3 separate regions of the Mus musculus genome follow, and all the other regions are linked to region 1. A link is a contact called in public Hi-C and promoter capture Hi-C data. All regions are on one chromosome and are shown on one strand. Each heading gives the region's core, a stretch centred on a gene start, on an enhancer-like site or on the middle of the called end of the contact. The rest is flanking DNA. Distances are from core to core; before and after follow the strand shown.

Region 1 (3,410 bases), core at 583-3,082:
CTGAAGGTCAATGTAGCCATCGTCTGTGCTGGCAAGCCTTGAATATTTGACTTTACTGCTGGGGAGTCCAGTTGCCAGGTTGGTACGAGACGGCATCATAACAGAGTAACACAGCTAGTCTGAAAGGGAAAGACTTGTTGTCTGCAGCAGTCCCAGTACAGCCCAGGAAAGGATGTCAGATACTGTTCCGAGCTGCTGTGCCACATGCTACCCATGGTAGCTTAGGCGTTTCACTGCTTACGGTGACCCGACACTTCTTGTACACACTAAGCATGCTTCCTTTATGGATCTAGGTTGACTTCACAGAAAGACACCAAAGGCACTTCACCAAGAATCAGGCTCTGTTCAATCTGCTACCGATGTTTCTGGCCTAATTTTCTAAAGTCCAATGTTCACATTTTCAACCCCTCCCTTACAGTACTGCCTACCCCTTAACTTTCCTCAGGAGCATAAATTCACATAACTTTTTTGTCTGCCATGAAAGGAGGAGGAGGAGGATAAGGAATGACACACACATCAGCATCGTGTCTACTTCTAGGTGTGGTACGGTTCTATGTACAAATTCTTATCCATGTGGGAAACGCCCTGGCTATCCATACCACACTAGACATCCACGGCCACCTGCCTCTCTGCTCCCATCCCAAGCATGAAACAAGTGAGTTTACATTCCACATCATGTAGCTCCTGAAAAAACGGATCTAAAAATCCGTTTTACTCAAACTATTCAAAGCAGACAGACATAATAAAAATCATAACTACTGAATTATTTGAGAGTAGGTAAAATTTAAAAGCAATGACGTTTAAATCTTAAAAGTTTGAAATTTAAGCTCAGTACTTCAGTAGGTTACTCTAATCCCAACTACTTGGGAAGAAAGGTGTGGATATACGAAGTTGGAGGCCAGTCTGGGCAACATAGGAAGACCAGACACTCTCCCCTACCATAAATGAAATGTGTGGATTCTTTATAAAGTCATACAATTATGTAAACAAAACAGACTATTTTATTTGCAATGGCATTTGAATTCTAAACGCAAAAAGTCCATCTTTAAGAAGAAAACTAAGTGGCCTTCACTGGTGTGATGTTTTGCACATAATCTCCACAATGGCATGTGATATTTTTTCGATCTTAATGAGCTGCCAGACACTGGTATTACAGTCGACCTTAAGTAACTAGCATGCAAAAAACTGGTGTCAAGTGTTTCTGCGTTTTGGTTAATTACATCCTAGTTCAGAAGTACTAAAAAGGAGCAACGGGAATCCATTTACATTTCTAAACCTTAGGTACTAGGTTTTTGATGTTGCCATCCCATAACATGTTTAATTCCTCATATCTAAAAGTTGAAGCTACCAATAAGCAGGATTTTCGAAGCATTAAACCATGCCTGATTTGTATTACAAGTTATAAAGTTATGTACTTTCCACTTATAAACTCGCACCAAAACAAAAACGTTGCAGCACGACAACGAAATGGGAAGATTTGTTTTTCTTAGCAAGGGATTCTAGAGTGGCGTTATCACATAGTAAATGACAACTTAAAAAACTATCAGCCCAAGTTTCTGCTACACTTTTTACCGGCCCCACCACGATTTCTGCCCACCCTCCCGGGCCCACAAGGACCTAAGCGTGGCGCTGTGGACAACCTCTCGTCGCCCTCCGCCGCCGCCAACGTGAACTAACTGTCTCCGGGAAGCAGCCTCGGTGGCAGGGCCAGGTCTCGCGGCTGGCTTCCGGGAGCGCGCGCCCGCCCCCTACCCGCGCTGCGCTCCCCGTTCTCCGTTAGGCGCGCTCGCAAGGCTCGCTCAACAGCCAAGCGGAAGGGGCGGTCTTAAGGACAGCCCAGCGGAAGTGACGTGGCGGATAGAGGCGCACCGGAAGTGCTGTCACCAGGAAATCGTGTCATCGAATCTTGCTTCCAGGGCACATGGCTGGAGGGCTTCATTGCTGTCTTGTTTTATGTTTGGTAGCGTTTCTTTACGTAGCGCAGGCTGTCCTGGAACTCAGGATGCTGATTAGGCTGGCCTCGAACATAAGGTTTGCCTGGGACAAATGGCGAATGCCACCATGCTCAACCGGGTAGCGGCTTGCTTTTGCCCTGGTGACCAGGACCTGCTACCTCCATAGGGTGGGCGGGCGCGTACTTAGGGTCTCACCCACCAGGATCGAGTTCACAGCAAAACTGTTGAGGTTCCAGTCCTGACCCCATGGCCACATCGGTGCACAGCAGAGTCCTGGGTATCCAGAGGGGTGGACAAGGGATACCCACCAGGAATCTTGCCCTGTCCTAAACACCCCTATGCTGACACTGGTCACCACTCACTAATTAGCGTTCTCACAGCCCCAAAATCTTGTTATTACTACCTGATTATTAAACACTACCCAGGTAAGTGTCCTACCTACCAGACACAGCTGAGTTCTAACATTCATCCTCATGAAAGTGACGTCTTGATAAAGCATTCCCACCACTCCAGAGTTCTCTGAGAGCAGTATTTGCAGGCTACTTCCTTCTGCACTTAATTGGCTCAAAGTATTGAACAGTTGTAGCTACTAGGCATGAGCTCTAACCAACAACCTCCCAGAACAAAGCTGTATTGTCTACATACTGTCAAACATGAAATACAAAGGAAAAATATCTTGGGGTCCACAGATAGAGCTTAGTATTTAAAGGCCTTCAAATGTGGCCTCCCGGAACAGAGCAAACAGGCTCTATACTAGCCATGGTTTGAGATCCTGCTGAAATATAGCAAGAACTGAAAATGGTTCCCCACACCAAACCAGGTTAACACACGCATGCTCACTCATACCTGCAAAAGACACACACACATAAAAACTGAGAGGGGAGGTAGGATAATTTGTCACCAAGCTTGAAGAACTTCATTCAACCCCTGGAAGCCAGGGTGCTGGGGTATACCAATTCCTATAAAATTGTCCTGACCCCCACATGAGCCTCACACATACACAATAAATATACTCAAATATTCTTTAGTTTTATGTAGCATATCATGATCAAAACCACAGGGCCTTTTTAACCCTTCTTGGATCAAGTAGCCACGAAGTTTGGGCCTTTGCTTCACTCAAGATGGACTGTATGTAGTCCTGGTTGGCCTAGGGAGAGATTTATCCACCCCACCCCCTGCACTGCCATTAAAGTTGTATTTTAAAAGAGCTACATCCCAAACAAGGCTACCAGAAAACTTTGCACAACGTAATTACATAAACTCAAGAGAAACATTTTTTTATTGCTATCTCCACGATGGAAGAGAGAACAAAAGCCCATTTACCTAACAGGGTATAACTATTCAGTAGCCATGGTACAAAGGCGGCACTGCTCTATGACTTTTCAAATTGTTAACTTTATTTAAATTGAACAATATTTCTTAAAACTGCATTTAGCGTCAAGATCATTGATGAAA
Region 2 (3,410 bases), core at 470-2,969, 1.1 Mb before region 1:
AAATTGGAGTGACTAAAATGTGGGCGGGGAAAGCTCTGAAGCTACCTTCCCAAAGAGCTAGCATGTGGGTAAACAGGTGGTGGTTATGGAAAAATCCAGGGTCTTCGGTGTCATAAGGCCTTTTTCATTGTCCAGTCCAGGCTGCCCTGTTCTAGCACTCAAGCTCCAAGCTAAGAGGCAAAGGTGATCTACCCATGGCAAAACGGAACTCTTGCATTGTGACACTCTCTCTCCCTTCTGATTACCTACCTCTTCCCAGAGGCAGCCTTTAAGCCCCAAGGTATCACAGAGCCAATTTCAGCTTGCGTTGTGCTGTGTGGCTGGGAGCACAGCCCCAAACCTTTTACCGTCTCCTCTCTGAATCATTCTTCAACCACCATTCCCAACCCCATAAAAGCCCTTTCTATGTCAGAGCAGTAAACAACCTTCAATTCTTCCTACCACCTCCCCTACACCCATCCAGGGACCCAGTCACAGCTCAATCATCAGCCCAGCAGAAGCACTTATCCAACCTCCCCTTAAAGCTCAAAGAACACCCACTGAAGTCTCAGACAGGGAGTGCTACATGGAGGTCGCATGTGGAAGCAATCTTTCATCTCCTCAGCCTTGACCTATCTTTGGAGCCCCCTTCCCCAAAGCCAGGGATGCAAGGACGGTAATAGGTGTTTACTCTCACAAACAGTGGAGGGAAGGGTTGACCTGTGAAAAGGGTGTTAGTCCCTCCTGTCTACCAACCTGTGTGGTTCTCCTCTGCCTAGCATTCACTTCCCACATCCCCCTCTGACATCAAAGGAGGCTGCTTGGATTCATCTGGCCTCTAGATTGACTCTTTCACCCAAGAAGCAGAGACACGGGTGAAAGCTGCTCCTACCCCCCACCCACCCACCCACCACCCACCCAGCCCACCCCACCCCACCCCAGTGCAAAGCAATGCCCTACCTTCACATCCCACCACCAAGATTAAAGAGGAAAGACTCAAGCTGTCCAACCGAGCCCTGTTCACTAACAGGAGCACTGGTCCAGAACCTAAATCCAACCATTTCTGTGAGACACTGGAGAGGCTCTGGCTCTGGCCCTCTGGCCTTTCCTACCGCCATCCCTGTGGGTGTGGCACGCCCCACCTCAGTGTTATTGTTTTCTCAGGGGACAAGAGCAGCAGAACGGGCCTCAGACGTACCCACACCAAGAGCAAGGCCGCGGATCTGTCCATCTGAGATAATGCCCTGCGCTCTCTGAGCTCGCCAGGCTGACGCAGGAGTCTCTGGAGCCGACACTCCCAACATCAACATCCTCCTCATGATCGTGCCCGGGCACCGGAGGCTCAGAGGCTACTCTTCCAAGGTCACATAGAGCCACGAGGACCAGGTAGGAACGGGACGTCAGCCACATTTACGCCCCCACCCTCAGGTGTCACTTGTACCCTGCCCGCTAACCGTCATTTGTACCCAGGACCCCACATCCCCCACCCCATCCCGCTTCTACAGAGTTCCTCAGGCTAGAAAGCAAAGCCTCCAGCTCCAGCACAGCTGAGGATCTCAGACCCAGGAGCCGTCTCTGGTGAACTAGACGGAGCCCGGAGGGCCCATCTCACCTTGCAGGCGAGCCCCGCGGCCAGGCGGTCAGAAACGACCGCGGAGGCGGCGGTAGCAGCAGCAGAACGGGCTGGAGAGCGCGAGGAAGAGCCCCGCGCCGCATCAGCCTCGCGCCACGCCCTCTCCTCCTTCATTGGCTTGAGGGGCGTTGAGGGGCGGGGCTAGGGCACTTCAGACCAATGAGCTGTCTCTGAGATCCACCAATTAACGACGAGATTCCACATCACGTGTGCGCGGAGGCTGAGCCCCACGAGTCGACGTCACCCCAGCGGCACGAGCTTGGGTGATGAAGCGGGATGGGAGCTATGTTGGAACCGCTGCTGGAAACCGACCAGAGCGACCTTCCCCATGAGGTTTCCGATCCGCGGCAGTTTTGTCTAGGAGTTAAGCAGTCACCTTTCCTACTGGACTGAGTCTGGATTTCGGTCTTCCTTTCCCACCCATTCCCTATTCCAAATAAGCATTAGAACAAAGAAGGCACGCGGCGTAGGAAGGGGGGAAGGGAGCGTACGCGGGCGCCCCCGGGGACAGGAGCTTCTGCTCCTGGTCTCCAAGGAGGCGGTCGCCATGGCAGCGGGATGCGTCTCGACCCACCCGACAGGGTGTGGGCGTCTTCGTAGAGCACTTACTAAGGCTTGTGGATTTTTGCCACAGGCCCACCTGTCCGTGTGCGACTATCTCTATCCTTATATACACTGATTAGGACAAGAGGTTTAAAGTGCCGAAAGAGCAGTCAGAACACACAGGTTCCCGATCCTTCCAACTTAACTAGCGGAGACAGGCCTTGGACCGCTGAGAGCTTGCTTGTTTTTCCGATAGAATGTGGTCGCTGCCTGTAAGAGTCCTCAAGGTCCGACTCTTCCGTGTCCTTATGGCTGTTAACCTGACTCGGATCTTGTGTTCGCACGCTGGTAACAAATAGTCTTTCTGTGCTATTGTTTTCATAGCGTTACTTCAGAGGGCCCAGTGCTTCCCTGCTGTCTTCAGCAGGGCTTCTCAAACTTTTTATCGTTGTTTTGGATGGTACGTGCGCTCCCTACTGTTGAGAAAATTCTGTCCTCCAGAGCGGACATTGAGAACTTTTCATTCTAATCCCAGCCTACTCAACCCCTACTCCCACCTTTCCAGAAGCCCCGTGGTGTGTTCCATATCTGTTCTTTTCCAAGTCAGCAGACAGTGCCTCCAAAGTATCCTGAAGGCCACCACGCCAGGCAAAAGCAGCCTGCAGATGTATAGCCCCCGGAGACTTTTATAAATACTTTTCTTCCCATCTTCTTGCCCCTCATCCTACTTCTTCACAAAGGATTCTCATTTCCAGTCTTCTTTTGAAATATCAGATCTAACAACACATTCTCACATTTACATTCAAAACAAGAACCAAGGGCTTTGGGGGTAGCGGTCCCTGCCTTTCTGGAACGTCAGTTTACCATAGTCCCCTCTGATTCCTATTTCTCGCGTTTATTTTACTGCCTAGGTGTGTGTTGATTTTCAGTTTCAGGATTCCTGTTTCCCTTTTGCTGCTTTTCACTTGAAACCCATCTCTTGGTGAGCTCTATCGAAAGCAGAATAATCGCTAACAGTTTACTGTCTGAGGCAATTTTCTAATTGTCAACTCCTTTTAACATACTTTCTGAATATGTACGATAGGTAAGTTAATGTGCTAACAGACTCCCAAAGCAAGACACCCCTAGCTTACTGTGAGACCACCACACAAAAAGAACTGTGGTTTCTTGATCTTGCCAATACTCCTCATGTTCCTAGACTAAGCATCTTGGGTACCTGGGAAAACCTGTGATATGGAGCTGCCTGTACTAAAGC
Region 3 (3,410 bases), core at 258-2,757, 1.0 Mb before region 1:
ACCTTATCTATTTTTTAAGAAGGATCTATGTATCCTTAACTGGTGTCAAACTCACAAAGATCCATCTGCCTCTGCATTTCCAGTGCTAGGATTGAAGGTGTAGTGCCTGGCTCTCAGCTCCCTTTAAATTCAAAATTCAAGGCAGGCAGATGGATCTCTGAGGATCTCAAAAAGAGAAAGAAAGAGAGAGAGAGAGAGAGAGAGAGAGAGAGAGAGAGAGAGAGAGAGAGAGAGAGAGAGAGGAAGAAGGAAGAATTCAAAGTAAATTATTACTTCAGTGGGTTTGCTAGATGGCCAGGCACATTGCTAACATGAAGTAGACACTGTTAGGCTGGCTGCTTTTGACCATGTCTGAGGTGGCATGCACGCATGTTTCCAGGGACCCAACAGACTCTCTGAAGCAAAGGTCAAAAGAGGCCAATGGCCACAGGGCAAGTATCTCCCAGGGCACACCCACATCAGGTGAGCCCTCCAGTTCTGCCTGCCTCCAGCACTGACCAGGGAAGTCATCTGTTGTACCACCTCTGCCTGGGTCCCCCACTGTCCTCCAGGGTACTGGCTCAGTGCATTCTTCTCCCCACATCCCACACAAGATTAGTAGTTTCCAGTGGTTTTGGGACTTGATATGGACTGTCTGAACAGTGAAGAGAGGCCAGGATATCATGCTCTCAATGCCAAGTGGCCCCCCAGCTGCCACAGACCTCTCTGCCAGTTCTTTGCTACAATCTGCTGGCAGACATGAGGCCTGGCCCAGAGTGATAGGGACCGGGGACAAGGAACTTCTGCCAAGAATGGAGCAAACATAACTCCCTAGCTCTCTGATTGAGACACCACTCTGCCTGGACCCATCCTTTTGTATTGCATCTGAGATCGAAACACTCGCAGCATATGCAGTACCAGTCCCCTGAAACTGCCCTAGTTCTTATGGCCTAGAGGGTTCAGGATGCAGTCCTTAATGAGGGGCTTTCTTCAGAACCCCTGCCTGGGCCACTCAAATCTTTCTTTTTGTCCTCAGACACTAGTCAAGTGACTGTAGACCTGCCTTAGAAAGCCTAAGGAATTCCCATGCCTTTCAGAGTTAAAGGAATGTGTGTGTCCCAAACACCTCTTGGGCCATTGGTTCAAATGTAAACTCATGACTGCGTTTCAGCAGGCAGACTTCTGCTCCTGCAATTCGGTCATTACTACTGCACAGAGCTTGGCCTGAGGACAGCCGAGCGGAGGCTTCCTTGGACAGTTCCGCGCACGCCGCCGGGGTCCTCAGCGCCCCCTGGCGGTCGCCCTCGCAGTGGCCAGGCCGCAGCTGATCAAGGGCTTTCTAGCGCCTTCAAAGAAGCTTTCCGTAGCCATGAGCCCTCCAGGGCGCCCCCGCAGCCGAGGGGATCGGCTGGTCAGAAGCGTGTACGTCCTCGGGAAGTCGAGGACCACGCCGGGACCACAGGCCCATGGCTGAACTACAAACCCCAGAGTTCAGCGCGCCGCTGCTGCCCGCGCGAGGCAGTGACGCAACTGGGGCAGATAGTGGGAGGAGGACGTGGTGCCCTGGGGTAATGACGCGCTCAGCTGGCGGCAGAAGGGTGACCAGAGGTCAAAGTCTGCAAATCTAGGTTCCCTTCCTGAAGCGGGCTTGCTAAATTTCCTGTTGGGTAACTTTGAATTCTTGGTCTGTTTAGCTTTAGCTGTGGCTAAACACTGTTTCTCCTCAGCCTTGAGACCGGGGGCTGCCACTCTCGCTTTGCCCAGAGCGGCCAGGCTCTCTCTCTGTGTATCTGTGGCTGACTTGAATTCCTGATTCTCTTGCCTCCGCCTCCCGAGGGTTGGGATTTCAGGTACGTGCCACCACGTCTTTCTTTTTGAAATGATTTCGGTTATCTCGGTAGATCCCTTTGGGTAAGGTTTGCCCCGCTCACTCTGTCCCAGCCGATGTGAATCGGTTGCAGATGCGGCATTTTAGAGGTATTTTCTTGAGTGTTTCCTAAAACAAAGACATGTTCCTGCATTCAAAACCAAGTGTCACTGATGAAGACTCCCCTCTCACACTCCATACTAAAAGTTGTCTCAATGGAGCCCGGTATGGAGGCTGGGTTATTTTGTTCCGGGAGCAGACTTGGCATTCAGCTGTGGTCTCTGATTTTTTTTTTTTTAGTTCTCAGTTTTTCCTGCACTCGCATGACCCGTATGCATTTGGAGATTCCCTGACAGTTTTGCAGAAGTAGGTTTAGCGACATAGGAGATATGTCCAGCTATGGATGGCCCTTGTTCTGTGATGCAGAGCAGGCACTAGATTATTCAGAGGCTAGGCAGATCTAGATGGTGATCGCTGTCTAGCCACACAATCTCTGGACACACTCCCAGGCCACACCCCTCATTAGGGTGCCTCCTTAGCAGGGGATTCACTTTCACCATCTAGGTCTCTGGCTTTCCTGGAGCACCCACCCTGGAGCTATGGTCCACGCTTTCCTCATCCACACTCTGAGGGCCCCGAATTTGGAAGATACAGGCCTTTGCCGAGTGCTCTATTCCTGTGTCTTTGGTGCTGAGAAATCACCCGATGATCCACGGTCACATGGTGCAGAAAGGGACAGGCTCTTCCGCAAGGAACAGATTTTGGCAGTGGCCAGGTAATCACACAGCCCAGCTCCAAGCTTCATTGAACACAGAGGTAGTAATAAGGGACACTGGAATAGGACAGGCAAACAGGAAGACCAAAAATCTGAATGTTTCCCCCAGTTGTCCTCCATTGTTTATAAAGTATCACTATGAAGAGGAGCTAAAGAAAGAATGTTATTATCATGGTAGTTAGTATTTACTGCACTGGGAATATGTTCTGGGAATTGTATGTATGTGTGTGTGTGTGTATATATATATATATATATATATATATATATATATATATATAGTTTGTTTTTTTAAAATCTTTACGGTCTTCTGAGGTGGCCATGGTTACCATTTTCACTTTACAGAAGAGTAAACTAAAATACAGTGTTTAAGGCACTTAACCCACCCAAGGTTATGCAACTGAAGAGTAGCGTAATTGAGATTAGAGTATAGGCAGGTAGACACCTGTACAGATGAAATGTGCTTTACAATGGAGATTATAGGCATACATTAGGACACCTGGGTAAACAAGTGGCTTTAAAGCCAGTCTGTGAATGGCCCAATCTAGAAGATGGTTGAGGAAGCAGCAGAGGTGGCCTTGGCAGTCGCATGGAAGGCACCTGTGACTTGGAGAGGGATGGATGGTTGAGAGGTTGGATGGCCCCTGTCAGAGGACTTTGTTCTCACCCCTTACTCGCCTCTGTTGAGAAGGCTTCTGTGATAGATGAGGCAAGACCTTATTCCCTAGTCCTTTTCCCGACCTGACTCTGTGTCCTTGGGCAAATGACTTAAGCATTTTAAGCCAAAGTTTC

The links. Promoter capture Hi-C pulls out the DNA fragments that hold promoters and counts their contacts. A called contact is a pair of places that touch in the nucleus more often than the background predicts.
Region 2: a contact with region 1 is called in a Hi-C map of muscle stem cells, with 7 times the contacts expected there. The contact joins the promoter of 1700037H04Rik here to the promoter of Tmem230 in region 1. A contact is called at or near these places in 1 of 39 promoter capture datasets (neural stem cells), 2 of 484 Hi-C or Micro-C datasets (Th1 cells and muscle stem cells) and 1 of 115 datasets of contacts at active chromatin or transcription factors (microglia).
Region 3: a contact with region 1 is called in a promoter capture Hi-C map of liver, with 3 times the contacts expected there. The contact joins the promoter of Ap5s1 here to the promoter of Tmem230 in region 1. A contact is called at or near these places in 1 of 39 promoter capture datasets (liver) and 2 of 115 datasets of contacts at active chromatin or transcription factors (extraembryonic endoderm stem cells and pancreatic cancer cells).

What each region holds. Positions count from the first base shown.
Region 1 is chr2:132,245,956-132,249,365 of GRCm38.p6, forward strand. It overlaps Tmem230 (transmembrane protein 230), which reads right to left and starts at 1,833. Exons shown (of 4, transcript NM_027478.3): 1 at 1,618-1,833; 2 at 1-119. The coding sequence starts at 99. Pcna (proliferating cell nuclear antigen) reads right to left here. Exons shown (of 6, transcript NM_011045.2): 6 at 3,331-3,410.
Region 2 is chr2:131,158,362-131,161,771 of GRCm38.p6, forward strand. It overlaps 1700037H04Rik (RIKEN cDNA 1700037H04 gene), which reads right to left and starts at 1,720. Exons shown (of 6, transcript NM_026091.3): 1 at 1,592-1,720. It overlaps Gm14232 (a long non-coding RNA gene), which reads left to right. Exons shown (of 3, transcript XR_003954063.1): 2 at 1,144-1,365.
Region 3 is chr2:131,208,853-131,212,262 of GRCm38.p6, forward strand. Ap5s1 (adaptor-related protein 5 complex, sigma 1 subunit) reads left to right here and starts at 1,508. Exons shown (of 3, transcript NM_001291031.1): 1 at 1,508-1,829; 2 at 2,411-2,621. The coding sequence starts at 2,446.